Linked DNA regions of Rattus norvegicus: all the other regions are linked to region 3. The links are chromatin contacts, called in public Hi-C maps. All regions are on one chromosome and are shown on one strand. Each heading gives the region's core, a stretch centred on a gene start, on an enhancer-like site or on the middle of the called end of the contact. The rest is flanking DNA. Distances are from core to core; before and after follow the strand shown.

The links. A called contact is a pair of places that touch in the nucleus more often than the background predicts.
Region 1: a Hi-C map of liver shows a contact between it and region 3, with 4 times the contacts expected there. The contact joins the promoter of Rif1 here to the promoter of Mmadhc in region 3. A contact is called at or near these places in 2 of 12 Hi-C or Micro-C datasets (liver and mammary epithelial cells).
Region 2: a contact with region 3 is called in a Hi-C map of the A7r5 cell line, with 5 times the contacts expected there. The contact joins the enhancer-like site here to the promoter of Mmadhc in region 3. A contact is called at or near these places in 2 of 12 Hi-C or Micro-C datasets (the A7r5 cell line and Schwann cells).

The regions. Positions count from the first base shown.
Region 1 is chr3:56,962,235-56,965,592 of GRCr8, reverse strand. It overlaps Rif1 (replication timing regulatory factor 1), which reads right to left and starts at 1,739. Exons shown (of 35, transcript NM_001427744.1): 1 at 1,337-1,739; 2 at 233-311. The coding sequence starts at 1,440.
Region 2 is chr3:56,147,805-56,151,282 of GRCr8, reverse strand. No RefSeq gene overlaps it. Among named protein-coding and RNA genes, the nearest start is that of Rnd3, 150 kb to the right of the region's middle. Within about 2 kb of position 1,657, at least 25 of the 93 cell types and tissues checked have an H3K27ac peak or open chromatin away from gene starts, as enhancers often do. A contact at or near this core is called in the A7r5 cell line and Schwann cells, where this site is marked.
Region 3 is chr3:55,134,378-55,137,458 of GRCr8, reverse strand. It overlaps Mmadhc (metabolism of cobalamin associated D), which reads left to right and starts at 1,730. Exons shown (of 8, transcript NM_001004280.1): 1 at 1,730-1,787; 2 at 2,099-2,155. The coding sequence starts at 2,147. It overlaps LOC102555425 (a long non-coding RNA gene), which reads right to left and starts at 1,836. Exons shown (of 3, transcript XR_001837105.3): 1 at 1,627-1,836.

The sequences.
Region 1 (3,358 bases), core at 490-2,989, 1.8 Mb before region 3:
CATCTGAAGAACCATATGTAATCAGAAATGAGGTAATAGTTCCATCAATATAACTGATGCTATTTTGTCTTCAGGGCATTAATAATGCACTGCGTAATGCTATATCCACAGCGAAAAACCATTTTATTAGAAAGCTCATTAGAGTTGCCCCTGGAAGCCCAGATTTGGAAAACTAAGGAAAAGATTTCAAAGGGCTCAGACTGAGGCAGTATGGTGTCATTAAGAAACTGACCTTTAAAACCGTGTACAACCGAGGAAGGTTTTTCTCGATTTCTGCAATAACTTCTTTTCCTTCTTCTCCTGTCATACGACTTTAAAGGAAATAGAGAATGTAAGCTTAGTTGAAAGCATAAACAAAAACAAAAAACTGTCATTTTTAAGGATTATTTTCAGGGTTGGAGAGAAAATACTGTGGTGAGAACACAGAGGCTCTGGCAGAAGACTGGTGTTCAATTCCCAGCACCCCTCTCAAGTGGCTCACAACCACCTGTAGCTCCAGTTCCAGGGCCATCCAACACTTCAGGCTTCTGCAGGCACAGGTACCCATACTGGTAACTGGTTTTTGTTTGCTGGTTTGTTTGTTTGTTTTTTAAGTTTTTAAAGATCACTTTCAAGCCCTTGAAAATTAACCTCTTCCTTTAAAATGGTTCAAGGGTACATAGGAAAAAAATTGTAAATTACACCAGATATAAGTGGCAACTTGCTAAAAGCCTCTAAGCTTTTTAGCCACAACTTTTTAAATCTTTAACAATTTTTTTTATCTTTAGAAAACGGGAACACAACTTTTTAAATCTTTAACAATTTTTTTTTATCTTTAGAAAACGGGAACCCTTTTCCCCAGTCATATTTTCTAATATTACTGTCACCTGACAAAATTTAGAAATTTTCTAAAGTCTTTCAAATAAAGTAAAAACGGGGTTCCTGGCCCTACTTTTTAAAAAGCCAATTCTGGGGCCGGTTTGCTGGCTTGCGCACCTGTAATCTTAATCACTACAAGGCTTAGGCGGAACCACAAGTTCGAGGCCACCGGGGAGCACTGGAGTGAGCCTGACTCAAAGACCCTAACTAACTAAACCCAGAAATTCAGGGCCACCAACTTTCCCACGGCACCCAAGGTTTGCAGCGCGGAGCTCTGCTCTTCAAACTACTTTCAGCTCAAACTTTTCTTTAAGGGCTCCCGTTTGCCGGCTCCTCCCCGAAGAAGCCCTCGGACGCCGCCGCTGCGCCCCGCAACGTCACTCCGTAGGCATGGCCCGGTGCGCCCCAAGCTGCCCACGTCCGCCGGGTCCCCACAGCTAGCCCGTCTCCCGCCCCGTTCCTTTCCCGCCCGCCTCACCTGGTCAGAGTTAGGTAGGCGTCCGTCTGCTCTCCGGGAGACACCGAGGGGTCCTCCCATGTCTCCAGAAGCGGCTCCAGGGGGCTACGACCTGGGGCCGTCATGTCGGCCACCCTGAAGTGAGGCCGGAAGACACCAGTGACCGGTGGCACAGCCCGCGCGGCGCCCTCACCTGCACGCCGGGCCGCGCGCCCGCTCGCAGGCCGACCTCCCGCCCGCCGGGCTCCGGCCGCCGCTTCCCAGGCAGCACGGCCGCGAGGGGGCAGAGGCGGAGCCGGCCGAGACTCCCGCTCCTCACCCCACGCGGGAAGTCCGCTCCGCCGCTCTCTGCCCCGGGACGCCGTTCGCTCCCGGCTCGCGCTTATTTACTCACGCGTGCAGCCCGCTCCTCCACGACCAAGATGGCGGCGGGGGCGGGCCCAGCGGCGCGCGGGAGCCGGGCAGGCCTGGCGGGAGAGGCTCGAGCCAATCCAACGGGCGGTGGCGCGCCGGGCTGCTCGATGGCCTGCTGCCCGCCCCCGCCCCCGGATCACCTCGGGGGGCGTGTATCGCCTCCTGCAAGGGGTACAAATTGGTGATGTAGATTAGTGCCCAGCTCCACCTGACTCAGTCTACTCATCAGACCAAGTTTGCAAACTCCCAAATGCAGTGCTCTCAAAATGAGCAAACAAAACCATTTGATTGAGAGTGAATGGCAGGCTGTTGGGCTTGTTTTGTGGTTGTTATTGGGTTTTTGTTTTCTAGAGGTCCGCTTGCTCAGCCAAGCTTTCGGCCTCTAAGCCCTAGCCCAATGGGTAAGTCAGAGACGCATCTCAAGCAACGCGTTCAAGCGTTGGTCTGTGACCTTAGCAAATTTACCTCATCTCAGTTTGGACTGAGATGCAGCACATTTCTGTGCAGAAAGGGTGGAGTTAAAAGAGGCCAATGGCCTGCATAACAAAAGCCTGGAAATGGGCGGCATTGATGTGCAGACTTCAAATTTCCGCCCTCCAGCCTTGGGATTCCTCAGATTGAGGCACCAGCCTTGAATCTCCTGGCTTCCTTTGGACCCCAGGTGTTTAGCGTGAGTGTGGCCCTGTGATACGCAGGTGCCGGGAAACTGAAGCCCTAAGAAGGTGGTTCTCATTAAAATCATTTCTTGGGCCTCTCAGCATGCTCCACAGCCTGCAAAATTGTTTCAACTTTAAGCACCGAAGGTCAAGGAAGCAGGACCTAGTGGCCCACGCCTTTACTCTGAAAATTTCAGTTGGCAAAGGCAGACAGATAAAAGAGTTAGAGGACAACCAGAGCAACATAATGACACCCTGTCTTTAAAAAAAAAAAAAAAAAACTGTTAAAATAACAACAAAGAATAATAGAACGACCCAGAGCCACGCTCTGTTATGAGTTTGCCCTGACACATTGATGCCCTAGGTTCGAACCTCGGGTTCAGAACCGCTTGTTCTGAACAACCCTCTTAACTTTTCCCTGTGAAAATCCCTTATTTTTAAATCCCCTCTTTCAAGAACTATGGGTCAGTTAAGCACGGTGGTACACACCTGTTTCACAGCACTCAGAAGTTTTGCATAAGAGGGATCCCAGGTTCCAATTCAAACTGGCTTACTTTGCAGGACCCTGTCACAAAAGTAAAAACAAATATTGACAAGCCTTCAGCTTCATTTAGTGGAATTCGAAATCCACCATTCAGGTGAAATCTTTCCCTACCACTACCCACATTCCATCCATTGAGATTTAAATTCTCCCACCCCCCTCACCCTACCCACCCCCACCCCTGAGGGCTCAAACTCAAGGAGATCCACCAGCCTCTGCCTCCCCAGAGTGGGGATTAAAGGCATGCACCACCACGCCCAGCTCTTGATCTCCTAAAATGACTTAATTTTCTATTTGGTCCTAGGCACTTGCAGCAGAAGTGTTACATTTATGAAAATAGTTAGATCCACAGGCAATCACGTTAGGTCAGTCAGTTCTCTGACTTTAGTGTTTTCTATCTCATATAAAAAAGTCAAAGATTAGAGTCAAAAC
Region 2 (3,478 bases), core at 408-2,907, 1.0 Mb before region 3:
AGATTTCCATCCTGTCACATTCGATGAGGTTTTTGCAAGCTAGTGATGCTAGGCCTGTCAGCCTGATAGTCTAATTTGAAATGACTCTCACGGCACCATTTGTAAAGCTTCCTGCAAAGCAACGAAGGGAGGCTTGGCAGGTGTTTTTTCTGACTCCGTTTGTTGAGGATATTTTAAGATTTTGGTGTGAACAGTGCTGTGCTCCTGATGGACAGGGGCATCTAGGCATTCTTGATGCTGTTCATGGTCTTTAAACAACAGCCACGGTAACACCAAACCCCCAGGGTGAGCACAAGGAGTTGCACCTATCTACTCGGAGAGAGCTGTGTTATTTGCAGTGCGTACAAGTTCATTACCCTAGTTGTGATTTGTTACAATCAGCTAAATTCACTCTGTTAACTCTCTTAAGATTCTGATTATATACAGCAGACTGTCTTTTGAGCACTGGGTGAGCTGGCCATCTTAGCCAGAGAAAGTATGTATTGTTCAGGGATCAAACAGCAACAACCTCGTTCAATCTGCATACCTGGGTGTTTTCCAAGGAATTCCTGGAATTTGGTGTCTTTACTGGGCAAAAAAAAAAAAAAAAAAAAAACCAGTGAATTTTTCTCTCAGTATCTACTCACTGGTCCCAGAGTGTGTGGTCCTTGGGACTCATCCCTAGATTTTGCTTTACCCTTGGTTTGAGGGCACAGTCAGTGATAGTCAAAGAGGGAAGACACAGGCACTGAAGCTTCCAATGGAGTAAAAGCCTAAAACACAGTGACTCCATTCAGGGAGACATAATCAGGTAGGAGCAATCCGAAAGTATGGGAATCCTTGAGGCTCAAGGGAAGACAGAGAATGATTTCCATATAAAGGAAGAGGATGAGTCATTGTCCTTCTTTCTACCTCCCGGAAAATGCCTGTGTTCTTTCATTGCTCCCATCCATTCATTCCCAGGAAGCTTTAGTAATGGCGCAGCTGAACTGCTTTGGTTTACTGGATTAACAGCAGCCTACTCCATGGGGCTCCTTTTCCCATCTCTCCGGCAGGTGTCATGGTTGTCATCCATAGACATATGAACATCTTGTTTCTTGTTCATCTTTGTAGAGGGCCTGATGGGATCACAGTAGAACTAAGCCAAAGGAAGAACATAAATGACAGAGAGCCTCTGCATAGCCCTCTGGTCATACTTCCAAATTATTTCGGGAATGGTCTCTTCCTCTTCCTGTAGCTCTCAATGTGTATCCTTGTATTCACATGACACACCACCATTCCGGGCTCTGTGTGCCCCCTCCCCATGCACTTCTTTTCCTAGACAGACAAGAATAATCATTTCTGTTCTCATATGGCCTTTCTGTGAGCATCATTAGGTTACACTATTACATTCCAAGAGCTATGCATTTGATTTAGGTGAATTTGCTAGGAACAGCACTAACCCTGCTTTGCTCTCCTGCTTTCTCTCTGTGGATTTCTCCCTCTAGTTGAGTACAAAGAATCTGCAATCTGCTTTTAGTCATCACTGCTGACACATCAAAGAAATATGACTTTAATTTTTTTTCTAAGAAAAAAAATGAATCATGTAGTGTTTCCCGTACAGACAGTACCCTCCTCTGTTAGATGGCTGTGCAATCTAAAGTCCTGGCTCTCATTTTATATACCAGCAATGGTCAAATGATTGGGATTGCAGTGCAGAGCGCCACCACACCAGGACATGACCTCATCTGCTCTGAGAAACGGAGTGGGGTTGAGCTGGGTCAGTGTTTGCGGGAACATGTTTCCGGTGAGAGCTGAGAAAATCTCAGGAAGGGACAACAATTTCTCATTCTGTTCCACAGCCGTCTTTGATGAGAACACTTCAGTTGAAAATTCAAAACTAATGGTAAGCTTATTATTGTCACAGGAAAGCCACTTAGTGGAAAACAACTTCATCCTTTTATGAATAAGCAACAAGATACAGCAACTAAACTTCAAAAAAATAAAATAAAAAGGAGAAGAAGAAGGTGGTTCATTCATAGTTCATTTTTGTGTCAGGAAGTGAAAATAAATGAACCTATTTTTCCCCCCAAATGAATTATTACTAAGAATGGGTGGTTACAAGCAGAACATTTTCAGCTCTTTTTTCTATTGCTCTAGTCAGTTTTTCTATGATGCATCTGTCATTTTAAGACCTTCAATATCCTTGTGAATCATCTACATACCTGTTTCCAAAGACGGCCAGAGAAATGCAAGGCGCCTGCTAATCAAAGTTCACAAACCATAGAGCCAGCACTGAGGCTCCAGAATATCTCACTAAACAAAGCAGCCCCTTCTCCAGTCACTCAGATGAGCCAGGGCCTTTTGTCACATTGTGCTGAGGCATCAGGGGCAGTTTTGAAGCTGCTGGAGATAAATAATGAGAAATAGCATTTAGGCCTGGGCTTTGTGATTCTGTTCTACCCACTAAAGGTTCCTGGAAGCATCACAAGGCTTGACTCTTTCAGGTTCTCATGACTCATTGTAGCTTGCTATCCAGCCCACTGTGAGGGAGCTATAATCCCAAAGCTGAGGGAACAATCTCCCTTGACTATATGTGCGGGTGGGTGAGCAGTTGTGGGTCTGAGTCAGTTTCTGTGACAGCAAGACTTCTGCAGGTTGGTTTTAGTTGCCAAAGAAATGACTCTGCTGATTATATTTTGCTTTAAGCTGTTGTTCTTGGAATCATGTCTATCAATAATACACACACACACACACACACACACACAGAGAGAGAGAGAGAGAGAGAGAGAGAGAGAGAGAGAGAGAGAGATTAATGCAGCCCACCCAGCACCCAGCTATGCTCTTAAATAAGGTGAGGTAGCTGCATTTTCTGGAATCAACACTGGGCAGAGAAGCACTCTGGAGTGTATATGCTGTTTGTGGAGGATAGCAGAGAACACAAGAAACAGAGCATTATTATAAACCTAATGAACTAGATGACTTAAGGAGAAAAAAATAAAATAAAAAGAAAAGCATTCTAATCCAAGCTACTAAAGTGGGCAGTGAGTCAAACCTGCGAAAATCTGAATTGATGAAGTGACTGTAGCCACTCTGGACATTCTCATGAAAAGAAAAAGGATGCTAAAGAAGAAATAAAGTTGGCAACTAGGAGAAAACTACAGGTAAAACAGTAGGTCCCTGGCAGATCTTAGAAGAAATGCACCAAAAGCTAATATATTTCTCACCCTTCCAGATATACATGAATTTGCTGTATTTAAGGTAAATTGATATCCCCGGGCTGCGTGTCCCAACATTCTTCAAAACTAGGCAATGTCTACTTCTGTTCCTATACTTTTAAAAGGGGTTCCGGTTTCAGGAATGACTCACTTATGCTCTGTCTTAGAGATTAACACCGTACTAGCACCGTAAAGAAGCCTCTGTAGTGCAGCCACCTATGGGGCTCTGCTCCCATTTTCTCCAAGTGTATTGGAATAAGACTTTTTTTCCTTTGTTTGTGCGTCATGTTGTATTTTGTCCT
Region 3 (3,081 bases), core at 481-2,980:
CTTTAAAACAATCTCAAGAAATAGTGACAAACAAAAGTATTGATGAGTACCAAAAACAAACAAACAAACAAACAAACAAAACCTATGGGGTTATGTCAAAAAGCATAGATGCCCAACTAAAAGAAACCAAAAACTGGATCAATATGAAAAACAAAATTAAAAGAATTTTAAATAAATATGAATCCACATTAATAGAAAAAAACTGAGTGCATAGACAAACGGAAGGGACAATTCTTCCACAAGACCTCCAGCTAATTTTTGAAGACACTCAGTGCTCAGACAGGTGAATGACTACCCACGCCTACAATTTGGGCCTTGTTTCCTCCTTGAATATCCAGGAAAGAGTAACCTCACCGTGGAGAAGCGTGGTTTTACCTCACCAAACTGATAACTGGTGATAAATCATATTGATAGTAAGAACCCTTGATGTGGTTGAGTACATTTTATACCATTAAGCCTAAACACTCTTACTTGAGTCAATGCACGAAAGGAACAGCAAGTTCCAGTTCAGCAAAATACCTGATGAATACTTTCTCCAACTGCTGAAGTTATTGTATTGGCCTCCATAGGCTCAGGTTTTGGGACACTTGGTCGCAAGCTTATATCGGTTGGGGGGTAGAACGTATGGCGTTGCAAGAGGAAGTATTTTAGTGAGGACGCTTTGGAGTTTTAAAAGCCACCCACCGGGCTGGGGATTTAGCTCAGTGGTAGAGCGCTTACCTAGGAAGCGCAAGGCCCTGGGTTCGGTCCCCAGCTCCGGAAAAAAAAAAAAAAAGAACCAAAAAAAAAAAAAAAAAAAAAAGCCACCCACCATCCCCAGTGAGCTCTTTGCTTTCTCCTTAGTTTCAAGATACGAACCCTCAGCTTCCGCTTTAGTCTCTACATTTACTACTTGTTGCCAACCATCCTCATCTCCCAATTTTGGAGTCTTAGACTGGTAAGCCTAAATAAACAATCCTTTCTATAAGTTACTTTGCCCGTTGTATTTGATCATCACAGCAGAAAAGTCATTAATACAGTTACCAAAATTAAAGAAACTTCAGCATTAACTATGAGGTTCTTTTTTTAAATTGGATAAGCTATATGTTATTATTGATAGATACATTATGTAATGTATGTATGTTTATCAAGCCTATTAAGAGTCTGATGCTGTCGCAGAACTGGGACAAAAAAAAAAAGTCCTCACAAACAATAGTGACAAACAGTTGTCATGCAAACAACAGAAGACAGAATCTTCTGAAAGCTGTTGGAAAGTCTAGGGGAGGATAGAGAATCTGTCGAAGGGAGTTGAAGAGTTAGTTTAATAGTTAAGAACACAAGCTCAGAGAATCCAACTTCAACTCCCAGCGCCCACATGGCAGTTCACAACCATCCGCGACTCCAGTCCCAGCAGAACCAACACTTTCTTCTGTACATATACACATGCATGCAAAAAAAAAATCATAAACAGAAAATAGTTTTTAAAATTTAAAAACAACAACAACAACAAAAATCTGTCAAAGGTACCAAAAAGTCAATGAAGCAAAGACTCAGCTAAGACTGGTGCTGAGTCCTGTAAATATTCCCAATTTGGTCCCACCCCGCCGTGATCCACCCATCAGTTTACCCAATGAAAGACTAGCTCACCTTCTGAAGCCCTGTGATCAGCCTCTACTCGAAGATCGACCGACAGCATCGATGCGCTCGGAGGCAACTACTCAGGTCTGGGCGTCAACAGCGCCTGCCTGGACCGCCATTTTGACAGTGGACGTGTTGAGGGACTGGATCAGCTGGCCGTGTGGTGACTGGTACGGATGGTTCCCACCCGCGGTCTCTTCTGCACTTTCACGGGTGACCGTGCCCCTGCTGTCGGTATTGCCCCGGTCCACCCACCTCTGCCCAGGGTTCTTCTGCTCGCGCCCCACACGGCTCCGCCCGAGCCTGCGCTCGGAGCGCAGACCTGCTGGGTTCCGCCCGGCCCGAGTGTTCCCACGGGTTCTCGGTGACGCGGGGCCCGAGGTCTGGCTTTGGGGAGGGACAAGCTAATACTGCCTGGCCCGAACCTCCGTCGGTAGAGCTTGGTCTGTCACTAGCCCGTTTTGTTTTTGCTCTCTCCCAGGGATACTTTGCAGAGGGGAAAAGTCTGCGTCCGCCTTCTTCACTAGAAATGGCCCATGTAAGTCACTCTTAGAATAAACTTGTTAGGAAATGGAGGGACGAGTTTATGATGACGTTGGCATAATGGTCGCCTTAATGTATCAGCAGTGTCGGGGAGCAGAGGGTGTGAAATTAGGTTTATATGCTTTGAAATCAGTTCAGCACATTCTATTAAATTCTGGTACGTTTGTTTCCCCAGTTTAATATTTTCATATTTTATATGCATATAATCCAATTCAATGCAAGCATCCTTTCAACAATTTTAAAAGCGATATCAGCAAATATTTAGAACGTTTTAAGCACTTTACAAAAAAACAAAACAAAAAAAAAGCCTTTGGTTAAGCTGAAGTTTTGAAGTTATTAGTATAGTAAGTGACTTTACAATTTCTATAAAAGCACAGCAAAAGTTCTTATTCACACTTACAGACTTGACTCTAAGTGCCCGAGTACTATGCACATCCTACCTAAGATAGTTCATAGGTTAAGGACATAAGAAATATGAAGGCTTCTATTAGAAGTAACACATGATGGGGCCAGGAAAGAGGGCGAAGCTGTTAGGACTACAGGCCAATACCCAAGGACCCAAGCTCCTAACACCGGCAAGACTGGTCACGACTTTCTGTAACTCCAGTTCTGGGGGACCAGTGCCCACTTCTGGGCCACATCAAACCCCAGGTACACATCCATACTTTCAGACAAACACTTTTTAAGTAGCACATAATAGTTTCTTGAAAACTTGAAAAAAGTTATCATGAGAGATCCATGCATAAGAGAAAATTGGAGTTTGAGATCCCCTAATGGGAAAACCTTTACCTTGAGTTTTTAGAGATGACTGTGGATCATCCAAGGTTTAAATTAGAAGATCAGGTGTTATATTAAAAACAAACAAACAAAAAAAAAAACTTTCCCCCGAGTTGTTTAAATATTAGGGTGTCATTTCTGCCC